Linked DNA regions of Mus musculus: all the other regions are linked to region 1. The links are chromatin contacts, called in public HiChIP or PLAC-seq and promoter capture Hi-C maps. All regions are on one chromosome and are shown on one strand. The core of a region is the stretch at or near the end of the contact, and the rest is flanking DNA. Distances in the headings are between cores, read along the strand shown.

Region 1 (3,908 bases), core at 501-3,000:
AGGCACCACACCAAGCTTCCCAACAACTTTTATTTTTGTTCTGGAGATCCAATTCATGATACCAGGCTTGCTCAGCAAGCTTGTATACCTACTGAGCCATCTAACCCACAGCCAGCAGTTATTAAGATTTTTGCTCTTGTTTTGTTTTGGTTTGGTTTTTTGAGACAGGTGTTTTTTTTCTCTTTGTAGCCCTGGCTGTCCTGGAACTAACTCTGTAGACCAGGCTGGCCTTGAACTCAGAGATCTGCCTGCCTTTGCCTCCCAAGTGCTGGGATTAAAGGCGTGAGCCACTACGTCTGGCTCAAATTATTTTTCTTGAAAAAGTAAGTGTCTTGTATCTTGGCCCCAGTTATGTAGCCAAGGATGACCTTGACTATTGGTCTCCTTATCCCTGACTCCTCAGTCTGGGATGACAGGCAAGTACCACCACACCCGGTTTCCGAGACACTGGATATATCCATACCCCCTTCTTTTGTTTTTTTTTTTTTTCTTTTTTTTTCTTTCTTACCCCCTTTTTTAAACTTTAGAATATTGTTGGTATTTTGAGGTTTTATTTGAGTTGATAGACATTAATACTTGCTACATAGAAATAAAAAGAAGGGATGAGAGGAAGTTCTGGCAGGGCCTATGCCCAATATATGTGAGACCCTAATTTCAATCTCCAGTGCCAGGATTCATCGTGTAGCCAAGACTGCCCTTGAACTTGCAGTAATCCTCTTGCTGTAGTCTACACAGTACTGGGATAATAGGTTTGAGGCACCATGTCTGGCTTCAAATATTAAAAAACAAACAAACAAACAAAAACTCTGGTGGCGCTGGAGAGATGGCTCACTCATTAAGAATAGTGGCTGCTTTTGCAAAGGCTTGAGTTCCAATCCCAGGGGAGCCAATGCCATTTCCTGACCTCTGTGGGCAGAAAGTATGTCTGTGGCACAAACATAGATGCAAGCGAAACACTCATACACATGAACTAAAGTAATACATAAATAAACAACTGATTTCTAAAGGAAAGAGAAGGGTAGAGTTGCTTTACATTCTACAAACCACACCGACAGCTGGCTGAAGGGCAAACAATCAGAGACAACCATTAAAGGGAAATTTTCCCTTCCCTATTTTTTCTTTATATTTAGAAAAACTTTTCATACTCATGACTTCAAGGAATATACATTTATTACTTTAAAATTGCATCTATGTGTTGGTGTGTGCGTGCATTATCATTGGTGCATATGTGCGAAGGTCAGAGGACAACTTGTGGGAGAGTTGTTAAGCTTGGTGGCAAGTGCCTTCACTTTCAAAGTCGCCTTGGTAGTCCCTAAGGAGTAGATTTTAAAATTTTAGTTGATTTTGGGTTATAAAAACGATTCCCCAGTTTGCAACAGTGACTTGCTTCATTCTATGTAGTCCAGAATTATATGGCCAGAGTGTTGTTATGTATTCATGACATCTTCTCATTCATTGCTGGCAAAGGGGAGGGGAACCCTATTCTGCAGAGTTGGGCATCCTAGAATATGGGATGTAGTTTTACAGGGGCTCATTGTCTTCACATCTATTCCCTCATTCGGCCATCATCCTCTCATTCCTTCTTTCCCCTCTTCCTCTCGCTTCCAAATCAGTTTTGCTGTGCTGGGATTGGACTAGGCACTCGGCAGCTGGGAAACACCTCTGTCTCCAGGCCGAACGTCTCCACCGACGTCTAAGAAACCGAAGACACAATCCTCGGCCCCGCCCCTCTCCGCGACGGGCGCCTCGCGACGTCACCTTCCTGAGCCGGAAGTGTGTCGGCTCGCCGGCGGGAGGCTCGCGGGCAGCAATGTGGGTTGCCGCGCTGGCGTGAGTGATGCGCTGGCTGCTGCCGCTGTCCCGCACAGTGACACTGGCCGTCGTACGCCTGAGGCGAGGCATTTGCGGGCTCGGGATGTTCTATGCGGTGAGGAGAGGCCGCAGGACCGGAGTCTTCCTGAGTTGGTGAGACGGAGCCTGGCGGAGCCCTTTATTCTAAACACCTAACAGCTCGTTTAGCCCTTCCGTGTTGTAGTCAAATCCTCCCAAAGAGAACACATGGTCACCGCAGCCAGAATTTACACAAGGCTTCCCACGTTCTGATCGTTCCTGTGTGTGGGTGTTTTGTTTTTTGACACAGGACCTCATGTAGTCCAGACTGCTGAGCTCATTGGTTTGGGCCACCACGCCCAACTTCCTCGTGTTTTCATCTTTTAAACATTTTTCATACCTACTGGGTGACTTTTCTCGAGCCGATTATGTGCCAAATTGAACTTCTGGTCTTTCTGCCTTCACTAACCAAACGCAGGGATTTCAGATAGGCACCGTTATGCTCAATTTGTGTACTGCAGGTGTTTGAACCCAGGGCTTGTGCATACTAGGCCAGCAGCTGAGCTACATCCTCATCCCCGACTGTTTTTAAGAAGGAAAATCGTGGTGAGATGTGTTGTCACATGTTTGTAATTCCAGCACTGTTGAGGTGGAGGCAGGAGGATCACTACAAGTTAGAGGCCAGCATGGGCTGTGGAAGAGATGAGGGAGGGGGAGAGGTGGAGAGTCTCAAGCCAGAAGCTGGTCTTTGCCTTTGGATCCATGTCGCAGCCCTTGGAGGCAAGATGAAGTTTTCAGTTTCACCGGTACTGTGGCAGTTCCCAGGTCAAATGAGAGGCAGAATCGGGGCTTAAGTCCAGGTTTGGGAGTATATGACAGCTAACTTCTAATATCAAGGTTTGTTGTCCCTGTGACCTGGATGTTTCCCTAGGCACAGCTGAGACAGTACTAAGGAAGAAATATATCCACTGCCAACCCTTTTTCTGTGATTGAGTCTTAAAGATAACAAAATTTTAGTATGTGCTGGAGTTGTGGAAGACCTTGTGGTATTAGTATGCTATTTGGATTGGATGGCATTTAGCAGAATGGGCTGTCAGGTCTTAACATGTAAAATGAAACCAAATTGAGGTGTGACCTTTGTCCCAAGGAATTGACAGCAGATCCCTTTGACTCACCATACAACACCAAACCTATAATCCATGAAAAGTCCTTGTATGTTAAACTTCATTCAGTTAAAAACTCCTGCTCTAGAAAAGACACTGGGCCAGGCATAGTGGCACAAGCCTTTAAATCCCCGCACTCAGGAGGCTGGGAGGCAGAGACATGTGCATCTCTGAATTCCAGGCCAGCCTGGTCTACAAAAGGAGTTTCAGGACAGCCAGGGCTACACACAGAAACTCTGTCTTGAGGAAATAAAAAAATGGGGAAAGCTATGCCTTCACATTAAGCTGCACTTAATCATGTACGGAGATTTAATTCATAATTGACAAAACTTGGAAGCCAAGTTTCCAGTAGACAGTGAGTTGGTAAAGTTATGGAATATTATGCAGACTTGAAATGAGTTATGAAAGATGAAATAGTATGAAGAAGCACTAACTATACCCTGCTAAAAGGAAAAGCCAATTTGAAATGATCTACAGTGTGGGATTCCGACTATATGGGATCCTGGAACTAGTAGAGATTGCAAAACAAATCAGTGCTTTTAAGGGCTTCGAACTGAGGAGAGGTGACTGTGAAAGCAGACAGGCTTTGTTTCCTGTCAGGGTCTTGTGTGTCTTAGGTTGGCCTTCAACTGAACTAGCTATAAATCAAAGGTGACCTTGAACTTCTGACCCTTTGTCTCTACTTCTCAAGTGCTGGGATCACAGGTGTGCACTCTCAAACTCAGGTGTTTTTGAGACTGAGTTTCTATGAGGCACTGGCTGGCCTGCAACCTGCACATAGATTCGTGTGGCGTTGAACTTGTGCTTCTCCTGCCACTGCCTCCAAGTGTGGGATTATAGGCACGCACGCACCACCACCCAGCCCCCTGTGGGGGGTTTCTAAGGCATGAGATTGTTCTGCATCTGTGCTAATGT
Region 2 (3,908 bases), core at 534-3,033, 3.0 Mb after region 1:
CAGGAGAAAAGACTAGACAGACTAAATGAAGACTTTGAAAGATTATGACTGACATACACACTGTGGATAAACACATGGAGGGGCACAGATGATTCCTGTACATGTGTACCACATGTTCTTACATGACAATATTCATATGTCATGTGCACCGATTCACACTTTCATCTAACAGCTACTAGATCAGGATGGGTACAAAACTGTAAATGGCAAGAAGAAAAAGACTGCTCTATCAATCCTCCTGATGACTTCTTTTTATCAAAGCTCTAAGCCTTATTTATAAATCTGTTGTGCATAAAAAAAATGACTTCTTGAATATGTGTGAGACTGTCATAAGTAGTACCAAATATGTCTGCTTGAAATCTGAGGTAGAAAGAACAGGGACAGCATTGTGTGACTGTAAGCTAAGGATCTCATCTGGAGTCTGACACTGACCAGTTAGGTGACTTAGGTTATGGAACAGAGCCTTTCTGGCCTTAAGCATGTGATCTATAGAACCCATGGTTGGTGGGAAGAACTTGGTACATCCCTTCCTACAGTATGAGTTACTGCTTCTTGTGAGGGAAGGAAAGGGCATGGTGTGGAGACCAGGACAGAGAAGAGCTGCAAACCAAGCAGATGAGGAGTTTCAAGTTTTTGAAAGACTGCGTGGACCCTGAGCCAGTCCATTTTATTGTCCCAAGTAAACAGTTTTGCACCCATCCTTTTATTTCTCTGCTCAAATGCAGGGCAGTTTAGGGGAAGGGGAGGGAGAGAGGAAGAGGGGGAAGAGGAAGGAGAGAAATGAAGAGGCGGTGGGGGGTGGGGGAAGAGGATGAAGGGGGAGGAAGGAGAGAGGAGAGAGAGAATATAGATATATAGACAGGAAAGATGTCCAAGGCATAACCATGGCTTTATTATACCTGTAATCAAGACACCCACCCCCCAAAAAAACCTAGGTTCTTTTAAAAAGGAGGTGAAAATCTATTTGTACACAGAATCAAGCTTTATATAAAGTAGAATTTTAATAGTTACCAGATTGCAAATTTGAGTTTCATTTTTAAAGACTACCTTTTATATAATTGGCTCCCATCTTTTATTTAATTATCCATTTGTTGTATGTATGCATGTGTATTCATCATGTGTTTATGTGCGTGCATGGGTGTTTCTGGGCGTCCCAGGGTGGAAGTGTGGCGGTCAGAAGACAACTTTGTGGAGTCGGTTCCCCTTCCACCAGGTGGTTTCTGGGTATCGAACTGAAATTCTCTCCCTTGGCTGCAAGGGCCCTTTACCTACTGAGCCACCCCGCCGGCCCTCCCAAAACTTTCTAACCTTACAAAGAGCATCGCACGCCGTAGCCTGAAGAAGCTAATCAAACATTTGGTACTGTTAAGGATCTGACGGTTTCCTACCTCTGTGGAGGAATAAAGGGCAGACAGAAGAGTAAAATGAGTCCTATTTCAGCATAAAGAAAGCTGGCAACCGCCGCCCATTGGATTGTCATCGTTTTGTTTTGTTTTTTCTTCACACCTATACAGAGAAAGATTTCAATTTTAGAGAAACATGGGTGAACGGCCAGACACGCGGCGTGGGGCCTGCCGGGAGTTCGCCTAACTCCGGGTGACGAGGCAGTGCGCCGGACGGCCCCGCAGGTTCTTCCCCGGTCCCGAGGTGGCTCGGGCCGCAGAACGCCGCGGCCCGAGCCGCCGGACGCGAGGTCAGCAGCGGGGCCGCCCGCCGCCCGTCAGGCTTACCCGCCGCCGATCGCTCCGCGTGCCCCGCCGCCCGCCTGCGCGCGCACGTCCCACGCCGCCGGGAGCGCGCCGGGCCCGGCTGAGGTCACACTGGCGCGACCGCGCCTCCCGCGGCCCTTGTTTCCTGGTGCGCGGCGTGAGGCGGCCGAGGCTCCTCCACGTGGGCTCGGTATCCCCGGAGGGCTGATCCCCGATGCGGCTGATGCCGGATGACGGGAGCCAGGGCCCGGGTCTATGGTGGGACCCAGCCAGGTGCCCTAGGGTGGTAACCTGCCTCCCTGCCCGGAGCTAAACTGAATTTAAGTCATGGCCCAGGCCTGGGGGGTCTGTGGAGCGTTTTGTGTTTTGCATGCTGTTTTCCTGGTCCTACCGTGCCCATAGGCAAGACCAGGCAACTTGTGGGAACTGCTGGGTCTACTCCTTTACCTAACCATATTCCCTTAGGTAACTAGATAGGCCCCAGAAACCTTTGAGGGTGGATGCTCTCATGCTTGGTTAACTTTGCATTCCACCTCTGGTTTCCCTGGTAACACTAGAAAGAAAAACCTAACTACTGCCTCTCCTTAGGCTTTCTGGTCAATTCCTGTAATATCCCTGCTCCAAGTAGAGACTTGGCATCCCGATAACATTACATACTACATTACATACTGTCTCCATTAAGCTGGCCAGGAGTTCACTATCCAGGAAAAAGGATTCACTTGGAGATGTGTTAAAGAGGTGGGAGGGATAATTATTCCATTAATACGACGCAGCACTTACACATCCCAAGATGGCACTCCTTGAAGGAGCTTCCTTCTGCCCTGTGGCAGTAGTAAGCTTGCTTGGTTTTCTGGGTTCTAATTCAGAAAAGCCTAACACCTGCCTCTGTTTTTCTTTAGTGGATGGCCAAAAGCCTAAGCAAGCTTTCTGCTGATAATGGGCTTTCTCATTTCTGAATACCTGCCCCCTCCCGGAAGTACTGGTAGACCTTCATTTCTGAACAAGGCAGTGTTATTGGACCCTTTATGCCTAAAGATGTAACTTTTGTCTTTTTCCTCCTCTTCTCCATCCCCTTGGCTACCTTTTTTTTTTGTTTTGTTTTGTTTGTTTTTAATTCCAAATTAATAGTATTGCCCTTTAAAAAAAGCTTTGGCATTCTTTTATTAACAAAACTAGGAATCTAAAAGGGAACTCCAAATACTTCCAGGTTTTCAACATATGTGAATATTTGCAAATCTCAGAATGTAACTTCAAAAGGTTAAAAATCCCCTGTAAGGCTGTTGTGCAGTTGCTCAGATGCTTAATTTAATCATGACTTTTGAGCAGCCCATGTTCATTTGGGTTTGTAGTGTCCTTCTGCTAAGTGTCTATTAGAAATGTCTATGCGCCGGGAATGGTGGCGCATGCCTTTAATCCCAGCACTTGGGAGGCAGAGGCAGGCAAATTTCTGAGTTCGAGGCCAGCCTGGTCTACAGAGTGAGTTCCAGGACAGCCAGGGCTATACAGAGAAACCCTGTCTCGAAAAAACAAAAAACAAAAAAACAAAACAAAAAAATGTCTGTGCTTAAATCTATGGTACGCTCTTTAGAACCTTCTTTGCGAGTGCACATGTATATGGTGGTGGAGGGCAAAGGTGGATGGCAATGTCTCCCTCACCACTTGCTCACGTTTTCTTGTTTTCTCGTTTTCTTGTTTCTTGTTTTCTTGTTTTGGAGAGTGTTTCTGAAGCTTCTGTGACTACATGAAACTCCAGCTCGAAAACAATAAACTCCAATTCTGCTTCTTACTAAGCCTCTGAAATTCCTCCCCCACCCCTGCCACTTTTCTTTTTTCTCTTGGTGGCACAGTCAAGAATTCCTGTTTCACCCAAGTAGAGGTCTCTGAAAAGAATTTGCACGTGGGGTTACATCTCAGCTCTTACTGCCGTCACTGTTAACACAAACACTGCTATAGGATACAACTATATTGGGAACATTACATGTTAAAAGAATAAGTAAGCACAGAATATAGACTACATTTCAGGGTTGGGGTTACTTGCTTAGTTATTGGTAGTGCCTTCCTGGCACACACGAGGCTTTAAGTTCAATCCCCAGCACAAAACAACTCCCCCCACGCCCAGAAAAAAAATCTCCCACATTTAAGTGAGTGCTTTTAAAAACTGTATCACATAGATATCTGGTCATAAGTAGCTGGAAGAAA
Region 3 (3,908 bases), core at 440-2,939, 2.7 Mb after region 1:
GGGTGACTTCCCAAGTTTAATCCGTGGGAACTATATGGTGGCAGAGACCTGACTCCCAGAAGCTGTCTTCTGGCATCCTTTCATCCTATGTTGCACGCTCATGCCCACAGGCATGTGCACAAGTAATACATGTAATTTAAAAGGTCGATGACAACTGGGGCAAATGTATCAAGCAATAATACTAATGGACTTTCTCTGCCGCAAACAGGTATCCTACCAATTTCCCTTTTTTGTCCATAATATTAAACTTTCACAATCTTACCTTGCCAGGTCTGCCTTATTATTATGAACATTCAATGAACCATTTCATATTAAATCTAATAAAAATATATTTAATGGCTTACAGTTTTATTAAAACTTCAGAAAGCATTGTTAATTTTATTGCCAAGGATCAGTTTAGTATTCTAATTAAAATCCCAAAACTTTGAATTCAGGTATTTAAGTATTTCAATGATATTCATTTCATCTGTCATTCTGCTTCCTAACAAATCTACTTAACAGTCTGTAATCACTTATAAGATCTATAAAGATGTTCTTAAGCCACCAACTGGACTAGGAAAATGTACCAACAACGGAGTGGCCTCACATTCTGGAAGTCCCACAAATTGCATCATAATCTCACACTCTCTAAGCAGTGTGACTACCATTTCCTAAGGCCAGGGCCACATAAAGAAAGCACACTTCCAGCTCCTATCACAGCGAGTAAGCAATGGACAGCAGCGACAATATACTCTGATGCAGCAAGGTTTTTTACTTGAAGACAACTTCTGCACCTGAGATCAAGATATGCCAACCAAAGAGGAACAAAGAACTGTCTGTACTGAGAGACGCGGCTCACCTTCTCCCTAAAACAGTGACATTTTGCGTGTTACATTAACTTTTAAAGACACAGACGGCTCAGCCGTGAAGAGTCTCATTTCTGTATTGTCCCTAAAGTTATCCTGCTACCCTGCCACTAGGCCTCATACATTCAATTTGGCAGCTGTCAATTGGCAGGTGAAATGGGAAAGTTGTTTGGACGACAAACCGCTGCAATTAAAACTATAAGCCCCAGGGCCTGACTGATGGCAGGGTGCACTAGTTTAGAGACGTGAATGAAAACAGATCCTTGGAGGAGGAACTCGCGGGACGGTGTGTTGGAGCTGACCACGTCTGGGCCAGTCGGGCCTCAAGGTTACTTCCCCGCCGTAGGAGAGTAGGCCACCCCCCGGGTCATTAGGATGAGGCGAAAGGTAGGAAGGGGCAGGCCGCGCGTGGCAAGGGTCATTTACTCCTCCCCGAAACTGGGGGAGGGCCCAGGCCCCTGGACCAGCGTCCGGGTCGTGTGGGGCTGCGGGCAGTCATTCCGCAGCAGGGCCCTCCCGAGCCCGGGCTCGCGCTCCCCGCTGCCTCGGGAGGCCGCACCGAGCCGGCATAGAGGCGGGGCCGCGGCGGTTCCCGGCGGCAGGCCGCGTCCGGGCCCACAGCGGGCGTCTAAGTGCCTGTGGTCCAGCATCATCCCCTCGCGGGCCGCCCTCACCTTGGCCAAGGAGCGGTACACACGACTCCAGCTCTGCATCGTCCCTCGGTCCCGTCCCTCCAACCAGGGGTTTTCACCTCCGCTGAACGCCTGGTAAGACTTATCCAAGGTCTCCCCACCCTGCGCCTGCGCAACATATACGTCATCGCCGAGGAGCAGCGCGATTGGCCCGAAAGGCAGAGGCTTTCCGGTCGCTTCGTCGTGCGCTGTCGTGAAGGGCGCTGCGCTTTGTGGCAGCTGGGGAATTGGAGAACTGTTGCTCAAATGACTGGAGTAGAGTTGCAAATTATCCTTGAAAGACGAACTAGATAAATAAAAATGTTGTTTCTTCAGTAAAGCCCACAGAAAGTAAAGTTTAAATAGGAAAGGAAGAAAAGTTTGACAACTTGACAAGCTTATGGTTGTGCTAGATATTCGTGGGCAGTAGGCTTTATCTAGCTTTACAAAAACCGTATGAACTGTTTGCATTTTCTGGATGGAGCCCTGAGAGGTTAAAGAAAGCAAAGGAGAGGTAACTGCAGCTCTACGAACAAAGGCTTTGATTTTAACGGCTGGTTTACAATCTCTGTTCTCGAAGGCAATGGAAAGGATAGGCTTGAACCTTTCTTCACCAACATCCTGTTCTGAAAACTGCGCTAACAAAAAGTATAGAAAACAAGCTCCCTTCTATTTTTGTATTTTGAAAGCACGCCTCCCTTGTAGAAGAAACTAGAAGGGTTGGGATGGTGGGTGAGGTGTTAGGTTTTCATTGAGAGTGCACCTAAAAGATTGCTAACTGTTGTCTATAAGATTGAGCACAGAGCCTGGCGTGGTGGGCTACGCCTTTAATCCCAGCACTCGGGAGGCAGAGGCAGGCAGATTTCTCAGTTCGAGGCCAGGCCAGCCTGGTCTACAGAGTGAGTTCCAGGACAGCCAGAGCTCCCTATCTCGAAAAACAAAAACAAAAACAAAAAAAAAAAAAAAATTGAGCACAGAGATTTAAGGTCTGATACCACTTTGTAATAACAGTCTCTAGTTTAAACCTTAACTCTATACTTCTCAAAAGTTTACAGCCCAGGCACTGTACTGAACTCCATAGAGTTAGGGATTAGATGAATATTACTTCTTACCTATCTATGCCCATTTAGAAGGAAAAAGACATGAATAAATGATTTTTTAATGTTATGACGAAAGCTAGCTGTTACCAAATATTAATCACCACCACAACCCCTTTTTGGTTTCTTGAGAGAGTGTCTCATGTGTCCCAGACTGGCTTCAAACTCAATATAGAGCTTAGAATGACCTTGAATTTATAGTCCTCTTGCCTTCATCTCCTGAGTGCTGGGATTACAGGTGCCCACCACCATGTGTTGCTGATTGCTGGGAACGGAACCCAGAGCTTCTAGTATACCAGGCAAGCATTCTTCACCTGAGTTACATCTTAAGCCCTTGTTTTCCCCTTTCATAAGATAAGAGATTGTTCAGCTGGACAGATGGGTATTCAGAATAGCATTGTCTTTTCCGGGTCCCATACAGCTAAAGGTAGACGTATGATCAAATACTGGTCAATGATCTCCATTTATTGTTGCATCCAACTCGACCAGCAAGGAAAACGCAACCACCGGTTCTTCTTAAAGCAGTTTACTCAGGCAGCTTCTCTCTTCAAATCCCCCGCCTCTCGGGGTACAAGTGTTTTTATCCACTCAAGCCATAACCACGCCTCAACCAATCACCACAGGTCACATCACCTCACCAGGAAGGCTTGCTCAGCCAATCAGGGATTAAGGGCTAGCCATCCACCAAATATGGGCTTGTTTACTGCCTGGCACAGATTTCCGTCTGGGCTGGCCAGGGAGTCTGGAATGGCTTCCCACAATTCCCCCTTTTATATTCTTTTGAAGCAAGCTCCGTGGGTGAAGATAGAGGTCTGATCCCCAGTGTGCAGAAATAGGGGCCATGTACAGGATTGACTCTTAGGCTCACAGGGTTTTACCCAGAGCAACCCTGACCTGCTCCCATGCCGTTTTTCATGGGGGAAGAACACTAGGACACTCAACCCTCATGCAATCAGACGTACCTCCCAGAGATTGTCAAACAGCGTCCAGACTAACTTCTGTGCAGTGCTTAGCCTTACAACCCTGCAGAGCGATGGCTTCATTGTTCATTCTTCATGGCAACAAGCCAAATCTGAGGTGACTGCCCTGCTTCCACTGTGGCAAAAGCTTGCACCACCATGGCGGCAGTGTGGACCTGGGCATTCTGCAACCAACACATACACCATACACACAACATGCATGCCAAAACAAGGGCCACAGCAAGGGCACCTATCTCAGCCCATTCTTTCCTGATGCCAAGCCAGGATCCACTCGGGTAGAATTCACAGCGACAATCGCCGAGTGAAGCTCATTCA
Region 4 (3,908 bases), core at 408-2,907, 2.3 Mb after region 1:
GTTAACCATACCATCAAGGCATAGGACAGCAACAGTTTCTTAAGGGCAGTCCCCACAGGTGGGTGGGAAAGATAAAGCGAGGTAGACAGAAAGTCTTGGCAGACTTCTAGCCTAAAGAGGAGTGTCACTCTGTAGGAAAAGCAGAGGACAAAAGACAAATAGCTGGACTGTTGACAATTTAACCCTTGCCCCTCAGGGTGGAGTCAAGGAGGCAAGAACTCTGAAAAAAGAAAGAATTGCATATTATGTAAAGGAGAATCAAGGTTGAAATTCTGTGTTAGAAGGTACTTAAAAGATTATTCATTTAAAAACAAACTGTTTTTCACATGGCATGAGTAATTGTCCTAGGGACTGAAAACCAAGGTTTCAGAGAGACCTAAAGAAAAGAGACTGGCTGAGAACCATAGCAACTGTGACCCAAGGATGACATCAAACAAACCTGTCACAGAATGGTCTTCCTGTAACCTAGGCTCACGTTGGCACAATGGGGAACAGGGGTGGGGGTGGGGGTTTCCGGCAAGAACTCCAGCTGTTCTAATAGAAGGGGCCAGCTTAGAGAGTCACACTACAGATATGAAGCCACCTGGGCCAGTTAGCAGGTGAGAGGGTTCAAAGGAAGAAAAGCAAGTTAGGTGACGGACAAGAGCATGAGGGAATAACAGGGATGATGATTAATCGTCATCGAGACCTTAACTGATTAGAAAAAGACAACTCTCAGGACGTCGGTGATGGCTTATCCCCCGAGGATGTGATCATAAGGGCACTGACCTAGTCAATGGTTTAACCCAGTAGATTCAAAATATGAGGAAATGACTGGAGGTAATGAAAGATACAAGTGTGGCTGAGCAGAAGAAAATACATCCCGATGCGTGCTCTTGGGGCTAACGCTTGTCTTGCTCTCTACTCTCCCCTTCTGTGATTCCCGTCCACAGGAGCAAATAGTCCCTGACTCATGCTCTGGCCACCTTGAAGGACCATGATGCCTTGCCTCACCACAAGCCCAGAATCTACAACCATTCAAAAGGGGCCTGAACCTCTGAAACTGAGTCAAAACAAATCTGTTCTCCCTAAAGTTGTTTTGGTTGGATATTTTTCAGCACAGAGATTTGGAAGTAACTGCCAAAGCAGATGATGGGCGACTCTCAGACTTAAAAGAGGAGGAGCAAGTGAGAGGGGTCTACGGGCTTGAGAGAGAGAACTCGCACAAAGATTTGTGGTTGAAGGGCACTCGGAAGGGTGACATGGGCTTTGGAAGGGCATAATCTGGGACAAAAATTACACAGATCTCGGGCTCAGAGGAGTACCAGATGATGGGGGATGCATATGAAAAAGGCAGACAAACGAGTATGTGCTCAGACGCGGGCCCAGCCAAGGCCTTCTGATCTGCTTCCTCCGCCCAGCGCTCTTGTTCGGAAGCCTAACAGGGAGAGCACTTCAGGGTCCCAAAGAAAAAGACCCTTAAGTCGGCGAGTCCTTACCGAGACACACGAACAGCACTGACTTGGACCCAACCTCTGCCATGTTTCGGTGCAGACCCTGGCGCCCAGAAACCGCGTCGGGACGAGGCGCATGCGCACTGCCAGGGTTCTGACCGTGGACATGCGCAGTCCGCCGCCCCACGTTCGTACGCGGCCAGAGGCGGGGCCAGAAGTCGCCTAGAGGGCGGGGCTTAGGCGTTCGGGTTGGCAGCCCGGGCTAGCGTTCACTCTGAGCTCTGCCCAGGTCGCACGTCTAAGGAGTGAGGGCGGGGTGAACGCGGGGCGACCCCCAGAGCAGCTTGGGTGGCACGGTGTTGAGCAGGGAGGATTAGGATGTGCCAGGGCAGCCAATGAACTCAAGGATAGCGGCTTGCAGAGCCTCCTAGGGTGGCTCCTCCGATCGGAGCTACCCGCCCTTCCAAGCTAAGTTACCCCTTTGGACCACCGACCCCAGGCCGGGCCACGGTACTTAGCAGTGGGTTTCCCCGATTAAGAAGAGGGGGTGATTTACAAGGCTTCAAAGGAATGAGGCGGGTGGACGCAGATGAGCTACGTTCTGAGCAAGGGTATAGGACCAGTGATCGCTTTGGCAAAAACAGGGCATACACCTATTCCCTTACCTGGGTCAGGTGTGCGCCCGCTGGGCGGGTCCCGTCAGGGAGGCGGACCAAGGAGAACGCTTTCCTCTTCCTGGACTGGAGTGAGGAGCTCGGGTACCGAGAGGAGCGGCAGGCACCAGTGAGTAAGGGTCTGAGCGGCTGGGGCGTGTCGGCACCGCGGCAACTCTTCCTCTTGCGATGGGCGTTGTGAAAGAGGAGAGAAAACAGTCAAGTCCCTGGGTTTGTCTGGGCGCATCCACCAAGATCATACTGCACGGATCCTTTTGTAAATCCTCAGAACTCAAGATTAGTTTTCTACACTCCTGGCTAAAGGTTTTGGTTGATTGTTAACCACAGTCGTTCCGCTTCATTGCAGAAAAAAAATTTTTTTTCCTCCAGCATTTCCAGTTTTGAAGACAGACTTTCATTTTGTTATTTTTCCCCTAATATCTGATGTTTTACCATCTTCTGGTTTCAAATTGTTTTGAGAATTGGCATCCTGTGTACTTGACACAGATGAAGGAGGTGCAGATTGGGGGTTGTGTAGGGCCTTTGTGGGAATGTGATCTCTGGGAAAGGATAGTCCCTAGGGGAGGGGCTCACATGCGTTTGGGACTTCCAGAGGTAGAGGTGTCAGGACTTTGACACAGTGTCTTTGGTTCTGCGATACTTTACAAAGGGGTGGTGTGGAGGGTAATTTGATTGCTGCATCTCTAGTATATAGTGCCTGTATGGTTTTTTTTGTTTGGTTTGGTTATTGTTTTGTTTTGTTTGTTTTGTTTTCTTTTAGTGCTCTGAACAATAGGAATAGGTAACAATAGGAAGCAGGTTTCTCCCCTGGCAAAATGTGCCGGCTTCTTTTCAACAGATGTTACTACTGCCCTGCCAAGGCAGACCAGGGAAGAAAGACTTGAAGTAACCACCTCCATGGAGGAATGCCCTGGCCTGGGGCAGAAGCCTTGCCCTGTTCTGTGTTTACCAAGTGAACAGGTTCTGTATTCCTGCTGGCCCAGGTATTTTCCTTGAGATATGAGGAAATGTTTCGATTACTAATGAGTTAGTTCACTTGTACACAAAGTTTAGAGAATAACACGGCTGGGTTGAAGGTGCTGTTTTATTCTGCTCTGTGGCCTGTTATTGAAATACCATAGTAGCATCTGGTTGTTTGTAAATTGCTATGTTGGAGGTTAAAATAGACTAAGTGATAACATTCATCCTGTTTGTTGCATCTTAACTAAGGAGAATTGGTTATTGGCTCACTGTGTTCAATGTCTGTGAAATAAGTCAATATTACCTTGGTTTTTGTTTTTTCTCTTTTTTACCTTTCAAAGAAAATTAGCTTTAAAACTCTGGTTACATTTACTCTGGTTTTTTTTAATTGATACATTGTGACTAAGAGTCCTTGTCCATTCACTCATTTGCAGGTGGTATTGTGAAGTGCAGGACTCTACCATAACATTCACTTATCCCCCCCCCTTTTTTTTTAACTGACATGCACAAAGCATGCATCTGTGATCTTTTCCTATCCCAACATTTCCCTCAATTTCTCTGGGAAGCAGATACAAAGCAAAGATTTTTTTCTGCCCTTTGCTTCCAGTTCTTTGTCCCCATCCAAAGCCTTGGGGAGATGGGGGGGACAGTGGGGTTCACATGGATAATTTGGTTGTAAATTTTGCTTAAGGAGATTAATGGTCTAGCTAGGAACATGGACTGCGACTTATGGATATGACAAACTTGGTCTCCCTACAACAAAGTAAGTAGTCAAAGCTCAAGCCCCAGAAAGACTACAGTGATCTAGAAACAAAGGCAGGAGGTGTCAACAGCGTGTTTA
Region 5 (3,908 bases), core at 808-3,307, 2.2 Mb before region 1:
CTTTTCACCCGTGTTTTCTTTCAGGAATTTATCTTTCAGTAATTCCCCCTTGACGGGGGTGAGAGGCATTGACGTGAGAACTTAGAACATCTTTAGAAAAATGAAGTCCAGGGGCTGGAGATGAAGCACAGGAGAGTATTCGCCTAGCATTCATATACACAAAGCCCTGTGTTCAAACCTCAATTATACATAAACTGATTATAGCGGTCCGTCCCATTCACTCCAATACTCCATTGGCGCAAACTGCAGAAATTTAAGGTCATGTTCAGCTCCCTAGGGAGTTAGTTCCAGGCCAGCCTGGGCTAGGGAGCCTACAAAAACTCACTTGGAAAAAAACTAAAGAGGAGTGTATATATCAAAATGTTAACTCCAGAATTCAAATTGTGCTGGGTCCAGAAAATGCTGAATTAGATGCACCCATTTTCCCAGAAGGGTCAGTTGGACCCCTGGAAAGTAAAATGGGTGTGTATGGCAAAGGGTGGTGTCTGACTTAAAACCCGACCGGGGGCACCTGGCCCTTTAACACTGCTATAGCCACCCTGAAGCATGAAGTACTTACTGTTTGTAGTCCTCCTGCAAGACCACCCATGAGTCCCACTCAACAGAGGCCAAGTCCAGAGTCTCCACCTGCAATTCAAAACCCCCTCCAGATATACTTCCCTAGCAGTCTTTAAAATGTAATAAGAGCAAAACTGTGGAAGACACTGGAAAAAGTAGTCCAGACCAATGGTATGGCTGAAGAGGAGCGAAACTTTGGCTCTTTGGGAGCCAAGGAGGCAACCCCGTGGGAACGGTTCTTCACACTCTGCATTCCTTTGCTGGTGCTTTTTCCCCCACCCTGGCTACGCCCCACTGGTCATCTGATTCCACATCCCTCCTTTAGAAAGGCCCCTGTCTCTGCTCTCTCATCGGAGGGCACACTGACCACCTTTCCTTCTGTCTGCTACTGTGTTTATGTGCGTCTCTTAGCCGTCTAAACTACTACCCTGGCCGGGGTCATTGAGAAGGACCTGTCTCCCAGACACCACGCCTGGAAGGCCCTTCCTTCCTAGAACTGTCCTAAGCAAGATTGGACTGTCCTTCTAATCCTAGGACACAGGAACCCTGGGAAGGTTTCCCAGAGCCTTGTCTAGCTCTCCTTGTTACTTGGCCTTTGACCCTGTACCAAGCAGGCTGTAGGACTGTTCAAAATAAGTATACTTTAAAGTATTCTCTGAAAAAAAGAGACCAAAACAAGAACTAGAGCAAACTTTAAGTGCGACCACCAGAGACCCGCCTAGGGTGAAGAAGTCGCCTCTTCCCGCGCAACGGCGGCGGCCAGGAAGCCTTCAGTTTTAGCAGGAGGAGCGATACAATCTCTGAGCTCCACGGATGGTGTAGAAAACCGGGAGCAATGCGGAGCACGGGATACGAGAGTCCTGAGGGGACTTCCTTGGGCAAGAGGGGTACAAGGGACACGGAGACTCCTGGGCCAGAGGCTAGCAGAGGACCATGCCCACGGCCAGGCGCGGCTAAGCACTGCGGGGTACTCGCGACTGCCACTGGCCAGAACGGACCCGACCTTCCCCACGCCCTCGCTCTGCCCATGTCCAGGTCACGGCGGGAGTCCACCCAAGGCCTGCAGACGGCCGCCCACCCGGGCCACTCCAGCAAAGCACACCCCGCGCCTGCGGCTGGAGACTTCTCCGTGGCGCGCGATCCCCAAGTGCAAGCGGCCAGGAGGACGCGGCCGTCACCCAGCGGAATCCCGGAGCATAGTCCCCATCGCCGCCCCGGAGCCCGCGGGGTCCCCGCCCGGCAGCACGGGTTAGGGGGCCGAAACCAGCCCCGCACAGCCTTATCCCGCGCGGCCCGCTCGGGCGATGCCGACACAAAGGGGACGCGCGCGTCACCCACCTGGTCCCGCGCGGTCCGGGCTCCCGCTCGGCCTCTTTGCGCGTGGCTGTGATGGCCCCGCCCGGTGCCGGCTCGCGGGTGCCGCTGCCCCGTCAGCCTCCCGCGTGCAGCCCGCCCCGCAGCGCAGCGCCCTTTATGCCTCCCCGCCCTGCGCCCTGAGAACTGCGCGCGGGGTCGACGGGGCGCGAGCGCGCACTAAGCGCGGGCGCGGGAGGCAGAGCCAGTTTGCACGCCAGCGCCCCCTGCCGTTCAGAGGTGCCTTAATGTCCATGCACCAGGACCAGGCGAGCAGCCCCCAGCAATGCCAAAGGGAGGGCCCAGATCAGTTGGGGGGTGGGGGTGGCGGGACAAGGGGGCAATGAGTCCTCCTGAAGTTGGACCCCTGTTTTCAATACTAGAAGAACGAGTGCCAACAGCTAGAAAGAAACGAGTGAAAAATCCCGACCCTACCAGTCAGAAGCTGGAAATCTCACTCAGTGAAGTATCTGGGACCCTCTAGAGTAGTCTGTCTATGCAAATTACAGCAAGTCTCTGGACTTGCCAGAACCTGCCCGACAGCTATCCTGCCTGTGAGTAGTTTACCATGAATACTATGAAAGAATCATCTTTTCACCCTAACTTCTGATAATGCAAATGAATGAGAAGAGTCCTCAACCTGCTTGGACCTGAGGCTGAGGCTCTGTGCATATATATGAAGCACAAGCCAAAGCATTTCGTTTCTTTCCCTTAGAGCCTAAGATCCACCAGTGGATGGGAATTCCCATAAGTTATTATCTTGCAATCCCTCTGGTAGGTCCTGGAAGTTCATGTCAAACGTGCAAAAATGGGTGAACCTTTTGAGTATGTATTAAGGCTAGAATGAAATGTTCCCACAGGCATGTGTTCTGAACGCTTGGTCTGCATCTGGTAAAGATATTTCTGAGAGGCTCTGGGAATGTCAGGAGGTGGGAGTTAACTAGGGAAGGCCCTTGGGGGGATCCAAGACACACACACACACACACATACACACACACACCACACTTGTGTGCGTTCTCTCTCTCTCTCTCTCTCTCTCTCTCTCTCTCTCTCTCTCTCTCTCTCTCTCTCTCTCTCTCTCTCTCTCCTAAGATGTTCTGCTCAAGCACTTTGGGTCCAAACAGCTGTGGACTGCGTTCTTTGGCTGGGGGACTGGAGAGCCTCCATTTGCTAACTCAACTTCTCTAGTTTTCCCCTAGAGAATTAAAACAGGATTAAAAGCTCTGTACCATCTACCGTCTGCTGCTACATTCCCAGGTGCATATTTGTGTTTATACATGTGTATGTGAGTGCAAGCCAAAAGTCAATGCTGGGGTGTTCACCTCTTTTTCTCTACTGTATATTCTGAACCTAAACCCCTTTAATTCATGCAGACCTGTTGGCCAGCAAGTTCCAGGAGACCTTCTGCCTCTACCCCAACCCCCATTATCCAGTGCTAGGATGCTGAGCATGCACCACATCTGTATTCTTACATGGATGCTGGTTATTAAACTCAGGTCCTCAGGCCTGCATGGCAAGCACTGTAGTGACCAAGCTGTCTCCCCAGCCCCTCATCCGATACCATCACCAGTTACTGGGCTGAATGTTTCAAATCTTCAAAGACACACACTTGATAGATACCGTGCCTCACACAAATAAGCCTAGCATTCTGAGGGCTGAGCTAGGAGGATTGCAAAGTCAAGGCCAGCCTGGACTAGATAAGTGAGAGCCTATGTCCAATAGGCAAAAGCCAAAACAAAACAAGGACACACGTGGCCTCCTAGAGCTTTGGCTTGCATCAGACTCTGTATAAATGCCTTTGTTCAAGAAAGCACACAGTGTGAAGAATCCTAACAACAGCACTTTGTTGCTTCGGCCTCTCACTGAAAGATAGAAATAGTTTTGCCTGAAGGCCTGAGCTCTGAGAGAAATGTTTTCACACCTCCCCAGGCCTGGTTGGGGAGCAAAGTTATGAATGAAGGATTGAGAGTCTGCTGGGGGAGGGGGGCTGGAAGCTC
Region 6 (3,908 bases), core at 436-2,935, 2.2 Mb before region 1:
TCCTGAGAGGCTCTCTCTGCCAGTGCCTGACAAATACAGAAGTGGATGCTCACAGCCATTTATTGAACAAAGCACAGGGTCCCCAAGGAGCTAGAGAAAGTACCCAAGAAGCTGAAGGGGTTTGCAGCCCCATAGGAGGAACAATATGAACTAATAAGTACCCCTAGAGCTCCCTGGGACTAAAACACAAATCAAAGAAAACACATGTTGGACTCATGGCTCTAGCTGCATATGTAGCAGAGGATGGCCTAGTCGGTCATCAGTGGGAGGAAAGGCCCTTGGTCTTATGAAGGTTCTATGCCCCAGTACAGGTGAATGCCAGGGCCAAGAATGGGAGTGAGTGGGTTGTGGAGCAGAGGGAGGGGGAGGGGATAGGGGATTTTCAGAGGGGAAACTAGGAAAGGGGACAACATTTGAAATGTAAATAAAGAAAATAATTTAAAAAAAAAGAATATCCTAAAAACAAACAAAAAATTGTCTTGCAGGGTTACTTTCATTTCTGTGTCTCTCTGTGTGTGATTGTGTGTGTGTGACCAAAAATATTTATTTCCAACAATTATAATCTGAGACTCTAGCAGGTCTGCCAGGCAGTAATTTCACAGAGGTCCCTGTAGCAAACTGCCGGAGGTGTTGTGTTCCTTGGACAGCTCACTCCAGGGTCAGTTGTGCATTGCATCTTTTTGCTCTACCAACACAACTGACAGTCTGCTCACCCTGGCCTTACACCTTCCTTGTGTGGGGATAAATCTTAAGCTGGGAGCCTCACTGAAACACCTATCTTTACTGTGAACCAGCAAGGTTGAGACGGTCTTAAGACTTCTAAAACATAGCCAACACACACACACACACACACACACACACACACACACACACACACACACACACACACAGAGAGAGAGAGAGAGAGAGAGAGGGAGAGAGAGAGAGAGAGAGAGAGAGAGACAGAGACAGAAACAGAGACAGAAACACACACACACAGAGAGACAGAGATAGAGAGACAGAGAGACAGAGAGAGACACACACAGAGAGAAACAAAAAATTCAAAACAAACACAGGACATTGATGCAGGAAATTTTGATTGGCAATTACTTAATGTGACAACCTGGCCACATATTCCAGTTTGCATCCCACGTGAGCAAAGGGCACCCTGGAGGAGTCCCTCATTTGCAAAGTTGAAAAGCTGCCCAAATACGCTTCAGGCCTGAAGTTACTGCAAGGTAAATTGAGGCCAGGTACCTGAAGGAGGTCAGGTGCCTGTGGACAGGTGGGTCATGAAGCGCTCTCTCTCTCTCTCTCTCTCTCTCTCTCTCTCTCTCTCTCTCTCTCTCTGTGTGTGTGTGTGTGTGTGTGTGTGTGTGTGTGTGTGTGTGTGTGTTGGGGGGCGGGGGTGGTGGTGGTGGTGGCGGCGTGTTTTCTTGATGTGATCCCTTTGCGCCTCTGTCTCCAGCTCCCCAAGTCCTCATACAACATAAGTAAGTATCCTAGAGTTCCAAAACTGGAGCTAGGATCACCTGCCACTACAGAACCAAGCCAGACAAAGCTGATTCCTCAGGAGAGCCTGGAATTCTCAAGAGCAGGCGTTGCCAGGGGACCACACCAGTGTTAGCAACCCGCCAGAGCCCCAGGGCCAGAATTTCCTAACCGCTGCCGACAGTTAAAGGCGCGGCTGTGGTGGGAGGAGAAGCCCAAGCCCGGGAGTAGCTCGGCCACACTGGAGGTCTCAGCCACAGCTGCCTTCACTTTCGTTTCCCGGGGATCCTGGGTCTGTGGTCACCGCGGTTTCGTTTCCGAGGCGTGGCGGAGGGCGCGGCCCGGGACACCCATGGCCCTAATAAGCCGCCCTCGAGCCCCACTGTGGCTCGGGCGTCTGTCGCGGAGGCTGTGCGGGCGACACCAGGCCTGCATGGGGACCATGGCTCGGCCGCGGCGCTTCACTGTGGAGCTGCCAGATTGCTCCCTGACTCACTTCGTCCTGGGGGATGCAACAGACCACAGGGATGCACGCCTGGCAGAGCTGCTCGGCCCCCCAGGGCGCAGCTACGCGCTGTGTGTGCCCCTGGCTCCAGGCGAAGGCTGCGGGCCCCGGGTGCAGGCGGCCCGGGTGCACCATCGCCTGCTGCAGCAGCTGCGCCGGGGTCCTTTACAGAGATGCCAACTGAGCAAGCTTCTGGGCTATGGTCCGGGCGATCAGGCCGGCGAAGCCCAGCATGGCTTCCTGCTGCGGGACCCTTGCGACCACCCGGACACTCGGCGCGACTTGCTCCAGCTTCTGGGCTCCTGCCAGGAGGCGGCGCGCCCGCAGTTGGCCGAGTTCCAGGCCGACTCCCAGGGTTTGCTGTGGCAGCGTCTGTGGGAGTTGCAGGGAGACAGGCAGGTGCAGGTGGACTGCGCATGCGTCCTGCCGGCACAGGAACCTCATCTGCACCCATTGCTGCCAGATCTGCTTAACTCTGCGGTGTTCCAAGACCGGGACGCGGCAAGGGCTGTCTTGGAAGAGGTAAGAGTTCTTTCCCTTGGGGACTGAGTGGAGCTGGGGACTCAGCACTTTGGTTGGCCAATCAAGTGCTTTCGGCTTGGTTTGTTTATTCTTATTCACGAGCCAGGTGGTGTAGGCAACACAGGTAGGCTCTGTGTTAGACACGGATGCTGCCTTCAATATTTCGTGTGTAGGTTTCTGTCAACTTAGTGGCTCGTGCATCCAACACCTACCTGGCTGAGCAATGCTTTCTGCTAATACATTCATTCTCAAAAGCCTGCAGGGGGAGTAGAGTCCCCTGGAAATCAGGAGAAGGAAGTCAGCTAGATAAAGGGATAATTTGCTGGGCATTTGCTACCAATCTGGGATCTTGTGGTGCAGGAGATGCTATGTGCATCGGAGAGTGTAAGAGCATGTAAGTATTCAACTGGTTTGTGGGCCATATGCGGTCACTCAACTGCTCAAGAGTTTTTTGTTTTTGTTTTTTGTTTTTTTTTTTTTTTGCTTTTATCCCCCCATATCCCCAACACACACACCCCTGTCATCTGTAAATGTTCCTGTGATGGAGGGATAAGGGATTTGTAACAGAGTCTTCAAGGAAAAGCCTAAGATTGTGTTACACCCAAGCAGTGCTTGGGGCCTGCTGGTTTCTGTAGTTAATACGGTATTACAAATGGTGGGGCAGGGCTAGAGGATGGCAAAAAGCCCTTGGTTAGCCGGGCAGATGTCTGGCATTTGTCAATTACTCACTTTCAGCTTGTTTCTTCAACACTCTGCCTCACTTTTCTTAGTCCATAAGGTGGTAATAGCAGAAGCATTTACACAGATTGACCGGTCTAATGCTTACAAAGCTCTTTGGAGCGTACCTTGCTCGCAGGGAGCATACCAGTGAATGAAAGCGGGCCTCAGATGAAGGTCTTAGGGGCATGGGATGTAGGGATGAACAGTGAGGAACTTCAGATTCTCAGCAGATACGGCTGCTGCAGCTTTAAGCACTTTTCTCAGCCTTCTGGGTCTTCAGGAACAAGTGCGCATTTGCTGGTGGTGGGGAGGGTGCAGATGTGCTTGTCTATAGGGTGGTTCTAGTTCCCCAGGCCTCCTGTTCCCAACAGGACCTATGGCTCCACTGTGGCTGTGGCTGGAATTATGTGTCTACTTGTTCTTCCCATACGGTAAGCTGGCCAGTGAAGGATTGAGACTGCGCAACCTAGACAGTTGCAGCCTTTTTGTGAGCCTGTCTCAACTTCTAAATACTAGGATCTCACGCTCTAGGCATTGTGTTCAATTTGGAACAGACCTCTCTAGCATTGGGCAGTGGTGTCTTTGGCAGATGCAGGTTCTCCAAAGCCCCAGCACTTCCTTGCTCATGCACAGGCTTGTTTGTTTGTTTTTCCCTACAGTGCACATCCTTTATTCCAGAAGCCCGGGCAGT
Region 7 (3,908 bases), core at 730-3,229, 2.2 Mb before region 1:
TGAAGGTCCCAGGTGTGAAGCGGCCAGCGATTGGAGTGGCTCCCATGGCAGCAGCAAACTTCAGCACAGCTCGCTGGCCAGTGTTCCTGGAGGAGATGACGCTGAGGTCAGCAGAGTTCTCAATGGCAACAATAGCTCAGTCTGTGAGCAACAGTTTCTCCCAAGTCCTCTTCAGGTTTATGATGTAGATACTGTCACTTTTCCTTTTGTAGATGTACTGCTCCATCTGAAAGTCAAGGTTGGTGCCACCTAAGTGGGTTCCGGCAGCAAGGAATTTGAGGACATCTTCCTCCTTTATCCGCAGGACGTCAAGGGCTCCGGACATTGTGTAAGTTTCCCTTTAAGTTACGATGGGAATCAAGAACAACGCCATATGGACCCGTCCCCGGGTAGCGCGGAAAGCGAGGTTTTACTTTTGAAAAGAAACTTTCCAAGCTGAGAATGTAATTCACTTGGTAGAATGCTTGTCTAGCATGGAGAAAAATCCCTGGGTATCGCTCCCCAATGCTGCACAAAACAGCTACTGTGCTGCATGCCTGTAACCCCAGTACCCGGAGGTGGAAGCAGGAGGATCAGAAGTTTAAGGTGTGAGCAAAAACTTGGGAAAAGAAGCTGTGTCTGGCAAAAAACTCCTAGAAAATGTCTGTCTGCAGAGACGGGCACACTGATTAGAACTTCAGGACTGTGGAGAGACTGGAATTTTGTAGGTTCAGATGCTAATTACGGTATCCTGGGCTAGTTGCAGTTTTTGGGAATAGCCATTTCTTGCCTCATTCTGTATCTAAACTAAAACCACATGATAAATAAAATATAATAGAAATAGTATAAATAAATAAATAAATAAATAAATAGATAAATACCTCTTTGAAGCTATTAACTTAGAGGGACACTAGCTTGTACCAATCCAAGAGCTGAGTGTGTCACCATCTAGCATCTTGGGCCTATCCAAAAGCTTCCTTCATTTCCCTGTACCTGCCTCTCTGGTATACCCACCAATGTATTTTGAACTCACTTTGATTTATTCACTTTCTTTGTTCTGTAACACTGTAAAAATCCTATGAAACTGTGTTCGTATTGGAACACGGAGTTTGGGGTAACCTAAATCTGTGTTTCTAGGCCATGATCAATCATAAATGGCTCCAGAATAAACTGTCTCTTATTCCCTTTAAGATGAGAGTGGTGGCTTTTATGTCAATAAAGGTAGGTTCTGACTACATAGAAAGCTCTATGCTTGAGACTCTCAAAATGAATGAATGAGTGAATGAATGAATAAATAAGAGTTCCTAGCATGGCAATTACAGGACAGCTGAGTATGAATGTCTTCAAGTCCTGATGTCACTATGTGTCACTCTTTGCTCCTGTCCCTTTGTATCCCCTCAAATTGCAAGGAGCAGAAAAGCTCCCTCAGTGGGGAGGCAGACACATCCTCACTATGGTCCTCTTGTAATGTGTATAGTTTTGTGAGATAAACCCAGGCCGGGGTAAATGACTTGGTTTGGGGTGTCAGCCAAGATCCCCGAGACTTAGAAGAGACCCATCTAGGACATGCATCAGGCATTGAAAACTAAGTGGAAACTCGCATCTCCCTGTACCGCACTCTGATAGGTGCATTCTTGCTTCCCAGAGCGCTAAACTCTGCCCAGCTAGTCTTTCTAGACTGCCTCACTCGCATGCTTTGTGATTTCCACACAAGAGCCAATTTTAAGACACAGAAAGGGATAAACTAAATTGGCAAACCGTCTCTTCAGCCTGCATGGGTTGTATTTGATGACCATGCCTTGGCTCAATTCTCCTTCGGAGCTTTTTATTTTTGAATCTGGAGCTCCTTTAAGGAAGTGTTATGTGCAAGATGCCTTTGTGGAAAACCTTCGGCTCAACCCCACTTCCTTTTGCTTGCCTTTTTGCTTGTGGTCTGAGGCTCACGGTCTACTGAACTGAGCGACAGTCCACTCCATTCCCACTAGAGGGAGGAAAAGTGCCTATTTCGCTCATTTCCAGGAGAGCTGCTCTGTTTGCTTGATAACCACTTTTCTCATTAAGCACAAACTGCACCGCCTGGAAAAACAACAGTAGTTCCTTTCATTTTTATTTAAATGCCGTCTCTAATGGGGAAACAAAGGACAGACTGAAGAACATTTCTAGGTCAAAGTAGCAAGTCTTTCAAAGTGGCTAATTTCGTGCTTCAAGAATTCTAAATACAGCCCCGAGGTCAGAAAAATATTCAAAGAAAGGCCATGGTGATCACGGGGCTCAATCTCTTTAATAGTTGTGGAAAATGAGGCCCAGAGAGGGACCTGCCCTGCTCTGGGTCATCTAATTTGTAACAGCAGATGCATGCCAGAGTAATAAATTCTGCAACTCTTTCTCTAGTGCTTTTTATAACTTGATGGCTTGTGTCAGCATATCAGGGACAGTAAATAATACACAATCATACTTACACACAGGCATACACTCATATTTTCTTCCTTGCAAGGTTTACGATTTGGGATCTGGCATGAAGAAACATTCTCTGTTTTTATGTGTACTTGTTCATTTGTTTTCAAAATGTCCCCTCCCTGGTCCCCTCATTTCATAGCATTCCAAGTAAATGGTACTGCTTATGTTGGATCCTGCTAATAATGGTGCCTACAAGGTCTCAGCTCTTGGAATGACTAAACAGCCATCAACATACCAGGGTTTAGAAAACACATCGTAAACTTTTTCCTGTGGAGTTTCCAACATTTTTATTAACATTCATGATATTAATGACCCTGCTTATTTTGACATAATTGAGGATGTGTTCCATTTCTGCAAAACAAGGGTGCAATCACAGTTCACTTCTGGCTCACCTGCTGGGTTGGCTCTTCCAATTCTAATGCAGTCCTGGTTCATCTCTGAGCTGGGGAAGATTATTTTCTGAGTTTTAATTGAAAACAAAATCAACTGAAAGCAACAACACAAAGAGCTCCCCTAAACCTCTGAGTGTTGCAGCCTGCATTTCTTGGCTCTTTTTACTTGCAAAAAGTTTGCACTAAATGTAAAGTGCTATAGAGTTAGTGGAGTTGAAGATGTGTCTTTCAGGTGAAATGTTTACAGAACTATATGGTCTTGTTTCTTCATTTAAAATGATGGCTGTGTCTTCTGTGCATATATACAGGTTGATAGACGGAGGAATACCAGGCTGCAAGCAGAGCTAGTATCTTTTCCAACTGGGTGTGTATGATCTCTAAGAAGTCATCCTTTGTCTGTGGGCTTCTATTTATCTTTTTACAAATCAGGACCTGATTCCAAGAGTTCTATGGGTCCCCTATTTCCACTAGGCCATTGCTTCATCTGAATTAAAATGTGATTCACTTACATCATTCCCGTGTCTAACAAGATGGTAGTACAGGGTATTGGTGTGTCTCAACAACTTGGGAAAGTGTTGATTTTGCATATTGTGTATTCTATATATATCTCTTTCCACAATGCCTTTAAGTAAGTGAATCTTTTGCATAAAGACTCTCCTCTGAGTTTCCCCAGGGACCGTAAAAGGACTAGTAAATAGGTGACCACTCATCTCATTCCTTTTTAGTTTCACACCCTTTGTCTCCCTGGGAAGTAAGAGTAAATCATTCCCCCCCACCCCATCCCCCACCCCACCCACCCCCTAGCCCCACTGGCATGGCACTCTACTGCCCCTACAGTCTAATCATTGAACTGCATGCAATGAGATCCCTTCAATAGTGAGTTCTAATGGATGCCCCAGCTATTCATCTCCCTAAGAGCTTCATTCAGTTCTCCTTCTAGCATAACAGACCTTCACTATTCCTCTACCTAACTTGGTACCTCTCATCAGCCTAATTGGCTCAAATTCTTGAGTACTTTTCACACTTACATCTATATCATGCTTATATCTGTATTCTACATCCATAGTCAGACCCTCATCT

The links. Promoter capture Hi-C pulls out the DNA fragments that hold promoters and counts their contacts. HiChIP or PLAC-seq counts read pairs in DNA pulled down with a chosen protein or histone mark.
Region 2: a promoter capture Hi-C map of pre-B cells shows a contact between it and region 1, with 6 times the contacts expected there. The contact joins the promoter of Bcap29 here to the promoter of Rnaseh1 in region 1. A contact is called at or near these places in 4 of 39 promoter capture datasets (embryonic stem cells, liver, neutrophils and 1 more), 1 of 484 Hi-C or Micro-C datasets (CD4 T cells), 1 of 115 datasets of contacts at active chromatin or transcription factors (large pre-B cells) and 2 of 9 other capture datasets (adipose tissue and liver).
Region 3: a contact with region 1 is called in a promoter capture Hi-C map of pre-B cells. The contact joins the promoter of Dld here to the promoter of Rnaseh1 in region 1. A contact is called at or near these places in 3 of 39 promoter capture datasets (the C10 cell line, liver and pre-B cells) and 1 of 484 Hi-C or Micro-C datasets (CD8 T cells).
Region 4: an H3K27ac HiChIP or PLAC-seq map of thymic regulatory T cells shows a contact between it and region 1, with 13 times the contacts expected there. The contact joins the promoter of Sh3yl1 here to the promoter of Rnaseh1 in region 1. A contact is called at or near these places in 2 of 39 promoter capture datasets (the 3T3-L1 cell line and pre-B cells), 2 of 484 Hi-C or Micro-C datasets (CD4 T cells and CD8 T cells) and 2 of 115 datasets of contacts at active chromatin or transcription factors (large pre-B cells and thymic regulatory T cells).
Region 5: a contact with region 1 is called in a promoter capture Hi-C map of pre-B cells, with 2.6 times the contacts expected there. The contact joins the promoter of Rnf144a here to the promoter of Rnaseh1 in region 1. A contact is called at or near these places in 2 of 39 promoter capture datasets (cranial neural crest and pre-B cells) and 2 of 115 datasets of contacts at active chromatin or transcription factors (fibro-adipogenic progenitors and large pre-B cells).
Region 6: a promoter capture Hi-C map of pre-B cells shows a contact between it and region 1, with 2.7 times the contacts expected there. The contact joins the promoter of Cmpk2 here to the promoter of Rnaseh1 in region 1. A contact is called at or near these places in 8 of 39 promoter capture datasets (the 3T3-L1 cell line, the C10 cell line, cranial neural crest and 5 more) and 1 of 9 other capture datasets (macrophages).
Region 7: a contact with region 1 is called in a promoter capture Hi-C map of cranial neural crest. The contact joins the enhancer-like site here to the promoter of Rnaseh1 in region 1. A contact is called at or near these places in 2 of 39 promoter capture datasets (cranial neural crest and hematopoietic stem and progenitor cells).

The regions. Positions count from the first base shown.
Region 1 is chr12:28,647,852-28,651,759 of GRCm38.p6, forward strand. It overlaps Rnaseh1 (ribonuclease H1), which reads left to right and starts at 1,751. Exons shown (of 8, transcript NM_011275.3): 1 at 1,751-1,965. The coding sequence starts at 1,838.
Region 2 is chr12:31,632,875-31,636,782 of GRCm38.p6, forward strand. Bcap29 (B cell receptor associated protein 29) reads right to left here and starts at 1,784. Exons shown (of 8, transcript NM_001164090.1): 1 at 1,731-1,784; 2 at 1,389-1,506. The coding sequence starts at 1,480.
Region 3 is chr12:31,349,782-31,353,689 of GRCm38.p6, forward strand. It overlaps Dld (dihydrolipoamide dehydrogenase), which reads right to left and starts at 1,690. Exons shown (of 14, transcript NM_007861.5): 1 at 1,520-1,690. The coding sequence starts at 1,558.
Region 4 is chr12:30,910,012-30,913,919 of GRCm38.p6, forward strand. Sh3yl1 (Sh3 domain YSC-like 1) reads left to right here and starts at 1,658. Exons shown (of 10, transcript NM_013709.5): 1 at 1,658-2,216. The coding sequence starts at 2,216. It overlaps Acp1 (acid phosphatase 1, soluble), which reads right to left and starts at 1,601. Exons shown (of 6, transcript NM_021330.4): 1 at 1,479-1,601. The coding sequence starts at 1,521.
Region 5 is chr12:26,413,205-26,417,112 of GRCm38.p6, forward strand. It overlaps Rnf144a (ring finger protein 144A), which reads right to left and starts at 2,058. Exons shown (of 10, transcript NM_001081977.2): 1 at 1,897-2,058. It overlaps Mir6538 (microRNA 6538), which reads right to left and starts at 1,806; the gene lies at 1,697-1,806.
Region 6 is chr12:26,467,530-26,471,437 of GRCm38.p6, forward strand. Cmpk2 (cytidine monophosphate (UMP-CMP) kinase 2, mitochondrial) reads left to right here and starts at 1,686. Exons shown (of 5, transcript NM_020557.4): 1 at 1,686-2,497; 2 at 3,877-3,908. The coding sequence starts at 1,823.
Region 7 is chr12:26,486,467-26,490,374 of GRCm38.p6, forward strand. It overlaps the pseudogene Gm46344. Among named protein-coding and RNA genes, the nearest start is that of Cmpk2, 19 kb to the left of the region's middle. Within about 2 kb of position 1,980, at least 16 of the 459 cell types and tissues checked have an H3K27ac peak or open chromatin away from gene starts, as enhancers often do.